3 separate regions of the Ovis aries genome follow, and regions 2 and 3 are each linked to region 1. Evidence: chromatin contacts called from public Hi-C data. All regions are on one chromosome and are shown on one strand. The core of a region is the stretch at or near the end of the contact, and the rest is flanking DNA. Distances in the headings are between cores, read along the strand shown. Region 1 has its middle 24 kb from the start of TIMM21. Region 2 overlaps C23H18orf63 (chromosome 23 C18orf63 homolog). Region 3 overlaps C23H18orf63 (chromosome 23 C18orf63 homolog).

Region 1 (3,444 bases), core at 424-2,923:
AGGTGAGCCAATACCTCTCAGGGCTCAGAGCTGCCTTGACTGCCCTCTGATCAGAGCTGGCCCTGAGCCCGGGGCAGAGGTGAGTGGGACAAAGGCCAGCACCCGTCCTTTTCATTGGCAGGCGTTTTATTTGTTCAGTGCCTTGTCAGTTACCTCCTCATTAGTCCAAAGAGAGGAGAAAGCCTCCCCCATTCACCAAAAGGACCCAGCTTAACACCCACCGGAGTCGGATTCCTCTGGCTTCTCAAAGTGGGAGGGGAGGGAGCTTTTTAGAGAAAAACATGGCTTTCCAAGAAAATACGTTTTGTTTTTATGCTTTCTTTAAAAGGATGTCTTTTAAAGGATTTCAAAAGGTTCCATTTCTTATGGTGCTTGGCAGGTCCTCTTAGGTTTCTGATGCGGTCAGGTCTTAGGGATGACCCTGGTTTGTTGTTTGTGTGTTTACTCTGATAAATCTGATGATGAACAAGCCTCTTTGGGAGAGTGTGGGGGTGATTACAGACCCTCTAATTCTCAGGTGATAAACACTGGAATATATAGCTCACCCCACTTTGCACAGGAAATGCACGCACATTGCTTTCATGGGGGTCATAGGTCATGTTCACAAAGCACTGATTCTCTCTCATCTGCACTGCCTTATCCTGGGTCTACCCTGACGCTCACCATCCAATGCTGTAGTGAATTATTTATGCTTCGAATCTGTCTGCTCTCAGAGACACGGACTGAATCTTGCTCAATATTGTGACCTCACTGTCCAGCATAGACTCTTACAGAAGGCATACACAGCGTTTAAACATTTGTTGAGCACTTGGAGGCTGTGTAAATAGCTTTTTGTTGTTGTCCAGTTGTGTCCGACTCTTTGCAACCCCATGGACTGTAGCACACCAGGCTTTCCTGTCCTTCACTATCTCCTGGAGTTTGCTCAAACTCATGTCCATTGAGTTGGTGCTGCCATCCAACCATCTCATCCTCTGTCGTCCCTTTCTCTTCCTGCCTTCGATCTTTTCCAGCATCAGGGGCTTTTCCAATGTGTCAGCTTTTTACTTTACATTTAATTGAACTTCCTAGGGGACCTTGGGGCTTCCCTGGTGGCTCAGAGGGTAAAGCATCTGCCTGCAATGCAGGAGACCTGGGTTCAATCCTTGGGTCAGGAAGATCCCCTGGAGAAGGAAATGGCAACCCACTCCAGTACTCTTGCCTGGAAAATCCCATGGACAGAGAAGCCTGGTAGACTACAGTCCATGGGATCGCAAAGAATAATATATATAAAACGAATACTAAAAGAACAAACTTTAAAAAACAATCTAAAAACGGTTGTCTTAAAAGAATGCCTTTGTAGCGTAATTATCAATTTATTGTATTTCATGACGCTGATTCATTTTGGTGGGTGTCTGTTGCCCTCTAGTGGCTCTAGAGGGTTAAAGCTCGGGAAACGTTCCTCAAGATGGCCGTTCCCAGGACACATTGGCGAGAAAGACAGAAGAGATGGGGAGAGAGACGTTTGTAGCAGGAACGGTGTGATCACCTCAGACAGTAACTTGGCCTCTTATACAGACTTCTTAATACTCTTGCTCTGTTTAGAAAACAAGGAAACAGAGCCTGCAGAGCCTTAGATGCCGGGGAAGCGAAAACCAGAGCTCCCTCTTCTGAGCAAATGAAATTCTGAACAGCTTGGGGCCGCTTTCGGAAAAGTGCAGCCCACACCAGTGAGGAGGAGTCCTGTCTTCTTTACCTGATGACTCATCTCTCCTCTGGATTGACAGAAAGATAAAGATAAGATTTACTACTCTGTGTCTGCTTATTTAGTTCAGTTCAGTTCAGTCGCTCAGCCGTGTCCAACTCTTTGCGACCCGGTGAATCGCAGCACGCCAGGAGAAGGCAATGGCACCCCCCTCCAGTACTCTTGCCTGAAAAATCCCATGGACAGAGGAGCCTGGGGGGCTGCAGTCCATGGGGACACGACTGAGCGAATTCACTTTCACTTTTCACTTTCATGCATTGGAGAAGGAAATGGCAACCCACTCCAGTTTGGTTCATTTTCCATTTTCTATCATGTGGGGGTCATTATTTTTAAGTGGCTTATAATTCTGGGTCTGGGGAAGTTGCTTGTGAGAAATGGAATATTTCCTGCCATATCAGTCATCAGTGTTTCAGCCACAACTAATGATGAGCTGGTGAGCCCTGAGGGCACTCTGGAAGGAAAGAATACCTGCCCTCTAGCAGCCATCAGGCTGGAGCCCCTCCCTAAGGTGAGCCCCGGGGAGACTCAGGACGTGAGAACACAGGATGGTGGCCCCCGATAGCTGAGGTGCATCTCAAAGGACTGATTTCAGAGAGCCCGGACTCTTGCATGTTCCCATACACAGAAAAGTCTAAATTCCTTAGCTTCAGACATTTGGTTTTCTTTAGTTATCAATAATCTTTTGATGTTTTGACTACCTGCCCTGAACATTCATGGGAAGCATTGATGCTGAAGCTAATGCTCTAATACTTTGGCCACCTGATGTGAAGAACTGACTCCTTGGAAAAGACCCGCATGCTGGGAGAGGTTGAAGGCAGGAGGAGAAGGGGACGGCAGAGGATGAGATGGTTGGACGGCATCACCGACTCGATGGACATGAGTCTGAGTAAGCTCCGGGAGTTGGTGATGGACAGGGAGGCCTGGCGTGCTGTAGTCTACGGGGTCGCAAAGAGTCAGACATGACTGAGCGACTGAATTGAACCTGCCCTTTGCTGCAAAACTATATAACCTGGCTTCCCCATCTCGCCTCCTCAGAGCGGTTCTCCCAGGGTCACTTGAGATGCTGCTTCTTGGGCTTAAGTCCTAAAAATTCCCAGCAAAAAAACCCCACAAAAAACCCTCTCATCTTTTCGGTTGTGAATATCTTTTAAATCCATGCGTGTGGGCCTAGATTCACATGCAGTGCAATCAGCATGTTACTGAGTCCAAGCTCACTCTGCTCACTGGGAGACGAGGTGCTGAGGCTAGGAATATGACTTTATTTGGAGAACCGGCTGATCAAGAAGATGCAGACAAACGTCTGAACACAACCATCTCACCTGGGCCTGGATGCCAGGTTCCCTTATGGATCAGCGATGGGGGGAAGGTAAGGAACCAAAGTGGAAAGGCCATCAATCTTGTGGATAGCTCCTAGAATGGCAAACCTCAGGCAGCAGGATGTGTTCCTTCCTGCCTGCCATCCACAGGTGGACAGGCTTCTGAACAAAGGCACTTTAGCTGAACAGTCAGGCAGAGAGGCAGGATTCGCTGAGGCAGGCCATTATGTATGATTACAATAAGAGCAGCAACGAAAAAGCAAGTCAAACAGTTTCAACAGGGGTCAGAACTGGCTTCTCCCCGGGTGAACCAGCAGTGTGCTCTTTCCTCTGAGGACCCAGGCAGGCGGGAGAGGAGAGGGAGCCCCTCACCTCGGACACAGCTTT
Region 2 (3,344 bases), core at 190-2,689, 94 kb before region 1:
GCAGCTTTTATTTCAACTAAGAAAAGTGAATTTTTTCTCATGAAGAATATATATTTTGAATCAGAAGTGATTTCCTGAGTGAAACTGTTATTATAACAGTATCTGATTAACTTTTGATACAAGCTAATCATCAAGATTTTAATAACCCAACAATCTATAACACTTTTTAAACAACTATTTTATTAATGTTTTATCTATTAACTTTTATATTTTTACTTACCAACAGCACTTTGTTTTCCCATCTGAGAAAGAAATTCTCTTCCTTAAAAAATTCATAGGATATACCATATTATTAAAACTCATAAATCATGCTTAATATAACTTCCTTATGCAAAGTTATCAAAGCTGCAGAAAATGCTTCACAATGCAGTTTTATACAAATGAATATATGATGATAGTTCAGAGAAAAAAAATTAACACTCAAAAATATCTCTTATATTAAAAAGACAGAAATACTCAATTCTTCCTGCAAATATTTTTTCTTGGTGTAAAATATTTAGAAAACAGATCACAACACAAAATTGAGAATAGACTTTTGGTTCCAACAACACTAATAATTTGTGTTTATTACAGTGCTCCATAACTTACATTTATTCCTTTTTAAACATCAAGTATTCTATAATAAAACCACTTTTTTCCATAGAAACACTAGGAGACCTCCTCTGGATATAATCGCAAAGGAAGGAGAGGACACTTTTGTTGATGGGGTCTTGCTTAAGAATGTTTGGTTGGGGCTATGCTTTAAAAACCATTCCCTGTGGATACATGTATAATATATGTATGGCTGAATGTTTTTACTGTTCACCTTGAACTATCACAACATTGTTAATCAGCTATGCCCTAATACAAAATAAAAATTTTTTTTTGAAAAAACATTCCCTAAAAACAATATATTTTGAAATTAAAAACAGATGTACATAATAGAAGTAATCTGGTTCAGAAAGCCCTAACGATTGAAAGAGATAAAGTCACCTTGTATCAAGAGATGGCCAGCTTTATTCCAGGCTGGAGCAAGTCTAGCCGTGAGTGAATATGAAAGGCAGTTTTGAAGAATTACAGGAATTACTTGTTGTGGAGCCTCCACCTAAAAATATTAAAGCACAAAATATGGGCAAGTTCACAGTAATTGTTATACTATCCTAGAAACTCAGAGAAAATGTGTGTGTGCTTAGATCACCTCCCAACAAAACTGGGCTATCCTGGGTAGAAGTTACAGTCATCACTCCAGCTAATCCTATCTGGTTCTGAAGTTAAAGAAGTGTTCAAATATATTCACATTGACACTATGACTGTAATGGCCAAATTCTACCAGTTTATCCTGCCTCAATAAGCCTAAATCTTTGGAGCTCATGTGCTAGAACTTTACTTTGTACTCTGCTCTGCACAAAGGAAGCCGGCCAGAACTATGTTGTAACATGTTTCATTACTGTTCACTCTAGTCCAATATCAAAAAAGTTAAACGTTTACATGCGCACACATGGAACCAGCAGTTTGTATGTGTTTGTACCAGATATAGTGCAACAAGTATCTCTACTTGCACACAATTTTCAAAGGTCAGAATATTCACTTATGACCAATGGGATCCAGACACACTGTCCCACTTGAAATAATTAAAACACTGGGTAAGTTAAATGAAACAATGTTTCACAACACACAGCCCATCTAGCAACAGAAAAAGACAAACCCCTAGGAGTTGGGAAACTCATGAGACCCCAGCATATTGATTAAAGAGGCTCTCCAGGCTGCAGTGCAGGGAGGGGGAATCCTGGAAGAGGCAGCAGGCTCCCTGGGTTGAACGGACAGAACTGAGAATCCATGGAGGCCACGGTAGCTAGAGTTTGGAGGGCAGAGTATTGAGAGAAGAGAGCTGCACAGAGAGAAAACTCTGAGATCAGCAGAGTCCCTCCTTGAGTATTCAGTTGCATATGTAATAGCATATTCACATGAGCAAACACTCTTGCAAATGCAGCTGAGATGAAAACATGATGAAAACTTCTGCATTTGTTACCAAGACAAAAGTGAGAGAGCCAAGAACTATCACCCAATAAATAAAAAGGAGGAAATTATTTTTCTATGTTAAGATTCCCATGGGCAAGAAGTTTATCAGGCCCCCAGCTTTATCTCCAGAAACAAGCAAAGTGCTCAGTATATCATAGATGTTCAATAACTATCTGCTGTGATTATTACTCATGTACAAAGTATCCAGATAAAGACAATTTGAGCATAATTGTGCAGGCTCAACACAGGTGAGAAGAACACTGCTTTCCCACAGATGGTATATGATGGCTAAAATCAGCTTTCAGGTTATTCAGATATTTCTCAGGGAACTGCAAAGCATCTCTGGGTATTATTGAGACCTCATCATTCTCCTAGGTCTTAAAGCATTTCATCTTGAAGATGGCCAAAAACCTCATCATTCCAAACTCCACTAGATCTAGGAACAGAGGCCAGCAGTGATACCAACAGGCTGCTAGAATAACCAAGGATACAGTGCCTCAGACACCCATGCAGAGACATGATGGGAGCTCTAGCAAAGTCTCAGCAGCCTGACTATTGAGACATGAGAGGTGCTCTACTTCAAGTACTCATTTCTTCTTTTCTTTGCTAAGATCCAGACACAATCTATGTGTTTTTGTTCCCTTACTTATTAGCTATATGATTGTGGACAATTTTTTTTTTTTACCTCTCTGGGTTTCAGTTTCTTTATCTGTAAACATGCGATATTCACTTCTTGGAAAATAGAGATGACAAATGAAATTATGTCACATAAAATGCCTGCAATAAAGTACCCAACAAAATTAAGCCTCTTCCCCTTTCTCTATTAAATGTGCACAAAAAATTGTCCTGAGAGAAAATATTAGTTTTTTCACATGCATAGAAACAACTTATGAGAAAGATATTCCAATTTTTGTTTACTGACAAAATAAGTTGAATATACAAAATCAATAAAACAACATCTGGAATTATTATCCTTTTAAAAACTTACCTTAGCTTCATATTTTTCCAGATAAGCATTAAGTTTTCCAGCTTTATAAAATGTTATCTATTAAAAAAATCCATATTTATAAAAATGACTTAAATATATTATTAAATAATGCACTACATAAAGAATCTAAACATTTATACAGCAGAACACAGCAGAGGACCATCATCCTAACAGTTTCTATGCTCTTTCACTTTTCACTTTCATGCACTGGAGAAGGAAATGGCCACCCACTCCAGCGTTCTTGCCTGGAAAATCCCAGGGATGGGGAAGCCTGGTGGGCTGCCATCTAAGGGGTCCCACAGAATCAGACACGACTGAAGTGACTTAGCAGCAGCAGCAGCAGAGAAAGTAGCAAGTG
Region 3 (3,318 bases), core at 668-3,167, 110 kb before region 1:
CTCCATTTCAGTTTCCCTCTTTTAAAATATTAGACCAAATGTCGTTGTTGACATTGGCTTCGATATATTTATACTTCTGCATCTTGGCCAGGAACCCAGAATGGAATGGGACTGCTGGACACCAGACCACATGGTCAACTGCAGCCTTATCATTTCAAGATTAAACAGATAAAATCTCCCTCCAGTATCCTGATTATATGACTGAAGGCTCTAGTTCTTCCGTGAAATTGATTTTATTTTTATTGAGGGTTTCCTGTTAGTTTGCCTATTAAACTAAAATGAAATTTAGTGACTCAACAAAGATATGGTAGACCTTCAAAATGTAATGTATATAAACACATTCTTTTTTTTCTTTAAAAATATTCTATGCTTTATCTGTAAGAGAAAACATATTTACGGTAAAACCAAATGATGTGCTGAATTTGCTTTAAATTAGCATAGTAAAAAAGTGTATCAGTGAGAAATAGATGAAACAGAGTGGCAAAATATTAATAATTCTTGAAGCAGGATGATAGGTACTCAGAAGTTTTTTACATTATTATCTGTATGTTCTGTGGTTGAAAATTTTAACAGTAAAAATAATGAATCCAAGCAAGTTTCAATAAGTTACTGAATTACTGGACATTTTGCAAAGATCTGTACTAGACTAATTATGTAACACTTGTTGTTATAGGGAAAAGTTGGGAACAACTTAAACGTCAATCATTAGGAACAGTCAAGTATAGTATATCCACATGCAATGGAATCCTGTTCAACGACGAAAAAGCCTGTTGAGTGAAGAAAGAGCTTCCACAGCAGCATATGGAGCCTGATTCCATGTTCACAGGAGTGTGTGCATGTCCATCCATTGTTCAGAGTGGTTATCTCTGTAAAGAGGGATTGCAGGTGGTTTTTTATTTTTTACCTTTTCTTGAACCTGTTTTGTATCATTCAAAAATTTTACAGGCATATATATTAATTTTATATTTGGGGGATATTGTTTTCTATAATAATATCCTATGATTTTTCTCATCATGTTATTCTTCCTAGCTGATGGAATGATTATTTAATTGTTAAAAATTGTGTTAGGTCTTATATAATTCAAAGAGGGCTTCCCAGGTGACTCTAGTGATAAAGAACCTGCCTGCCAATGCAGGAAACTCGAGAGATGTGGGTTTGATCTCTGGGTTGGGAAGATCCCCTTGAGAAAGAAATGGCAAGCTACTCCAGTATTCCTGTCTGGGAAATCCCACGGACAGAGCATGGAGGGCTATAGACCATGGAGTCGCAAGAGTTGGACAGGACTTAGAGACTAAAGAACAGCAAAATCCAAAGTGGCAAAGTGCGATACTTCTAAAACAATATGAAACCCAGAGTAGATTTCATTATCTTACACAATGGAAATAAAACTTTTTCCTCAACCACCTACTGGTTGTTTAAAGAAAGATATCAAAAACTACATGAAACATAAAATTATAAAATAAATGAAAATAGACTTAATTATCTTTCAGTTAATTCAAATCAGGCTAAAATTCTATTAATTATGGAGAGAAATAGCATTTGGGAGAGAAAATAAGAAAATGCTTTCTAGTTTGTTCACAATAAATTTGAATTGAAAATATTCCAGCAGTTCTACGCAGAAAAGTATTTGTGTATATTTTAGTCATATGTTTGTTCTTAGATTAACCAGACGGCAGGACAAAATAAAATGCTTTTTCCAGATGCATAGTTTTGTGATTGCAGAGCTGTGGACTCAGCATGTTCAGCTAAGTCTCACGTTTAACTTTAGCCAGCACTGTAAAATTCTTTGAGTAAACTTGAACTTAATGATTAACTTTGGAAATATCATCTGAAGTTAGTTATCTTGGGTGAGAGTCCAAAAGGTAGGTGCTCTGACAGCTGTGGAATCTTACATCTTTAGGCAGTCTGTTGCTGCAGCGCCCTCCTCTTAGTCGGCTGAGAGCCCAGAACACAGTGGGTGAGAGCCAGCGATGGGACCCCTCTACGTTACCCCTCTGTAGGGCCCTCTTACAACGCACCGCAGCCGCTGCGCACAGCCCTTCGTGGGCTGTACTGCCCCCACCATTTACTCTTTCCTAGATTTTAAGGCTTCAAGGAATTAAAGGTAGCTCCTTTGGTACATGAGACGGGGGACCCCTAATCTTGATGATTCCAATTTGGGTAATGTCATAAAAACACGACTCAGAAGATATCACTGAAGTTACCTGGTGGATATTTCCTTCTTTCACATCCATGTCCTAAGCTTTAGGAACGAGAGACTTCTTGGGTTTTGATTCGTCCAAGTGATGTACCTGTAACCAGATTGAAGAATCACTTTTTATTATAAATTAATCGTATATACTTGCAGGTGTGTTAGATACTCTGATTCTCAGTGTGTTTCTAGGATATCTTTGGCAAATCATTTAAATCTTTAGGGGGTTTAAAAGTGTATCACATGATGAATGGCCCCAGATTAAAACTGTGTTTTGGTTTTTTACCTGTTTCCTAGCACGGGATTGTCCACAAAGGACAGTATTGGAGTGAGGCTTCTTTGACGTTTTTGGAGAGTTCTGACATAACTTCTTTTTGGACTTGGGGGCTGCTCTGCTTCCTGTTAATTGGTGGTCAGTTACATCAACTTCTTTAGTTTGGTCAATTGATTGCGGCTGTAGTGGCTGGGAATCTTCCGGATCTGTGTCTGACTCAAAAATATGTGGTTGCCTTTTCACTTTTAGCGACTCATGGCTTTTCCCTAAAATTTGTGTTATATATTTGCTTGTCAAATTCTCTTTACCATTCACTTGGGAGCCAGCAGCACTTTTTATTACACCTAAATTGCTAGTTGGCATCTGAAATACTGAACTATTAGACAGCTGTTTACTTTCACTTAAACTCGTGATCAATGATTTTCCACTAGAAAGGGGATTTTTTGTCATATTTCCATAGGATTCAGTGTTTTTTTCTGGCAGAGATCTACAAGTCTTGAGATTCAGATTTTTAGCCTTCATCTGAATGCTATGATTAGGTCTTTTTTCAGTAGTTGGATCTAAATTCAGTTTATCATCCGGGATCTCACTAGATTTCAGTGAAAACAACTTAGATTCTTTATTAACACGTTCTTTTCTTCTCGGGTTCTCAGGTGCTAAGATACTTTTGGTCATCTGTAACGGTCGACTTTTGAAAACTGGTATGAATCTAGGGGCAATATTACGTTGGGAGCTAAAGTTTGTGTCTTGAACTTGAGCATTTCCTCTGGTGGGCCTGGGTACTTCCAGCACTTGTGCGGCCTGGTCAGACGGCGGTTTCTTGCTGCTCAGAACAGACTCTGGTTGGAGGCGC

Evidence for each region. Hi-C and Micro-C count contacts between places; a contact is called where the count stands out from the background.
Region 2: a contact with region 1 is called in a Hi-C map of liver, with 5 times the contacts expected there. The contact joins two enhancer-like sites. A contact is called at or near these places in 11 of 16 Hi-C or Micro-C datasets (blood, hypothalamus, liver and 6 more).
Region 3: a Hi-C map of liver shows a contact between it and region 1, with 3 times the contacts expected there. The contact joins two enhancer-like sites. A contact is called at or near these places in 13 of 16 Hi-C or Micro-C datasets (blood, hypothalamus, liver and 7 more).

What each region holds. Positions count from the first base shown.
Region 1 is chr23:4,404,513-4,407,956 of ARS-UI_Ramb_v3.0, forward strand. No RefSeq gene overlaps it. Among named protein-coding and RNA genes, the nearest start is that of TIMM21, 24 kb to the right of the region's middle. Within about 2 kb of position 1,674, at least 13 of the 54 cell types and tissues checked have an H3K27ac peak or open chromatin away from gene starts, as enhancers often do. A contact at or near this core is called in liver, where this site is marked.
Region 2 is chr23:4,310,407-4,313,750 of ARS-UI_Ramb_v3.0, forward strand. C23H18orf63 (chromosome 23 C18orf63 homolog) reads right to left here. Exons shown (of 12, transcript XM_027960695.3): 3 at 2,987-3,043; 4 at 973-1,084; 5 at 221-262. Among named protein-coding and RNA genes, the nearest start is that of C23H18orf63, 9.6 kb to the right of the region's middle. Within about 2 kb of position 1,440, at least 2 of the 54 cell types and tissues checked have an H3K27ac peak or open chromatin away from gene starts, as enhancers often do. A contact at or near this core is called in liver, where this site is marked.
Region 3 is chr23:4,292,809-4,296,126 of ARS-UI_Ramb_v3.0, forward strand. C23H18orf63 (chromosome 23 C18orf63 homolog) reads right to left here. Exons shown (of 12, transcript XM_027960695.3): 11 at 2,478-3,318. Among named protein-coding and RNA genes, the nearest start is that of C23H18orf63, 27 kb to the right of the region's middle. Within about 2 kb of position 1,918, at least 5 of the 54 cell types and tissues checked have an H3K27ac peak or open chromatin away from gene starts, as enhancers often do. A contact at or near this core is called in liver, where this site is marked.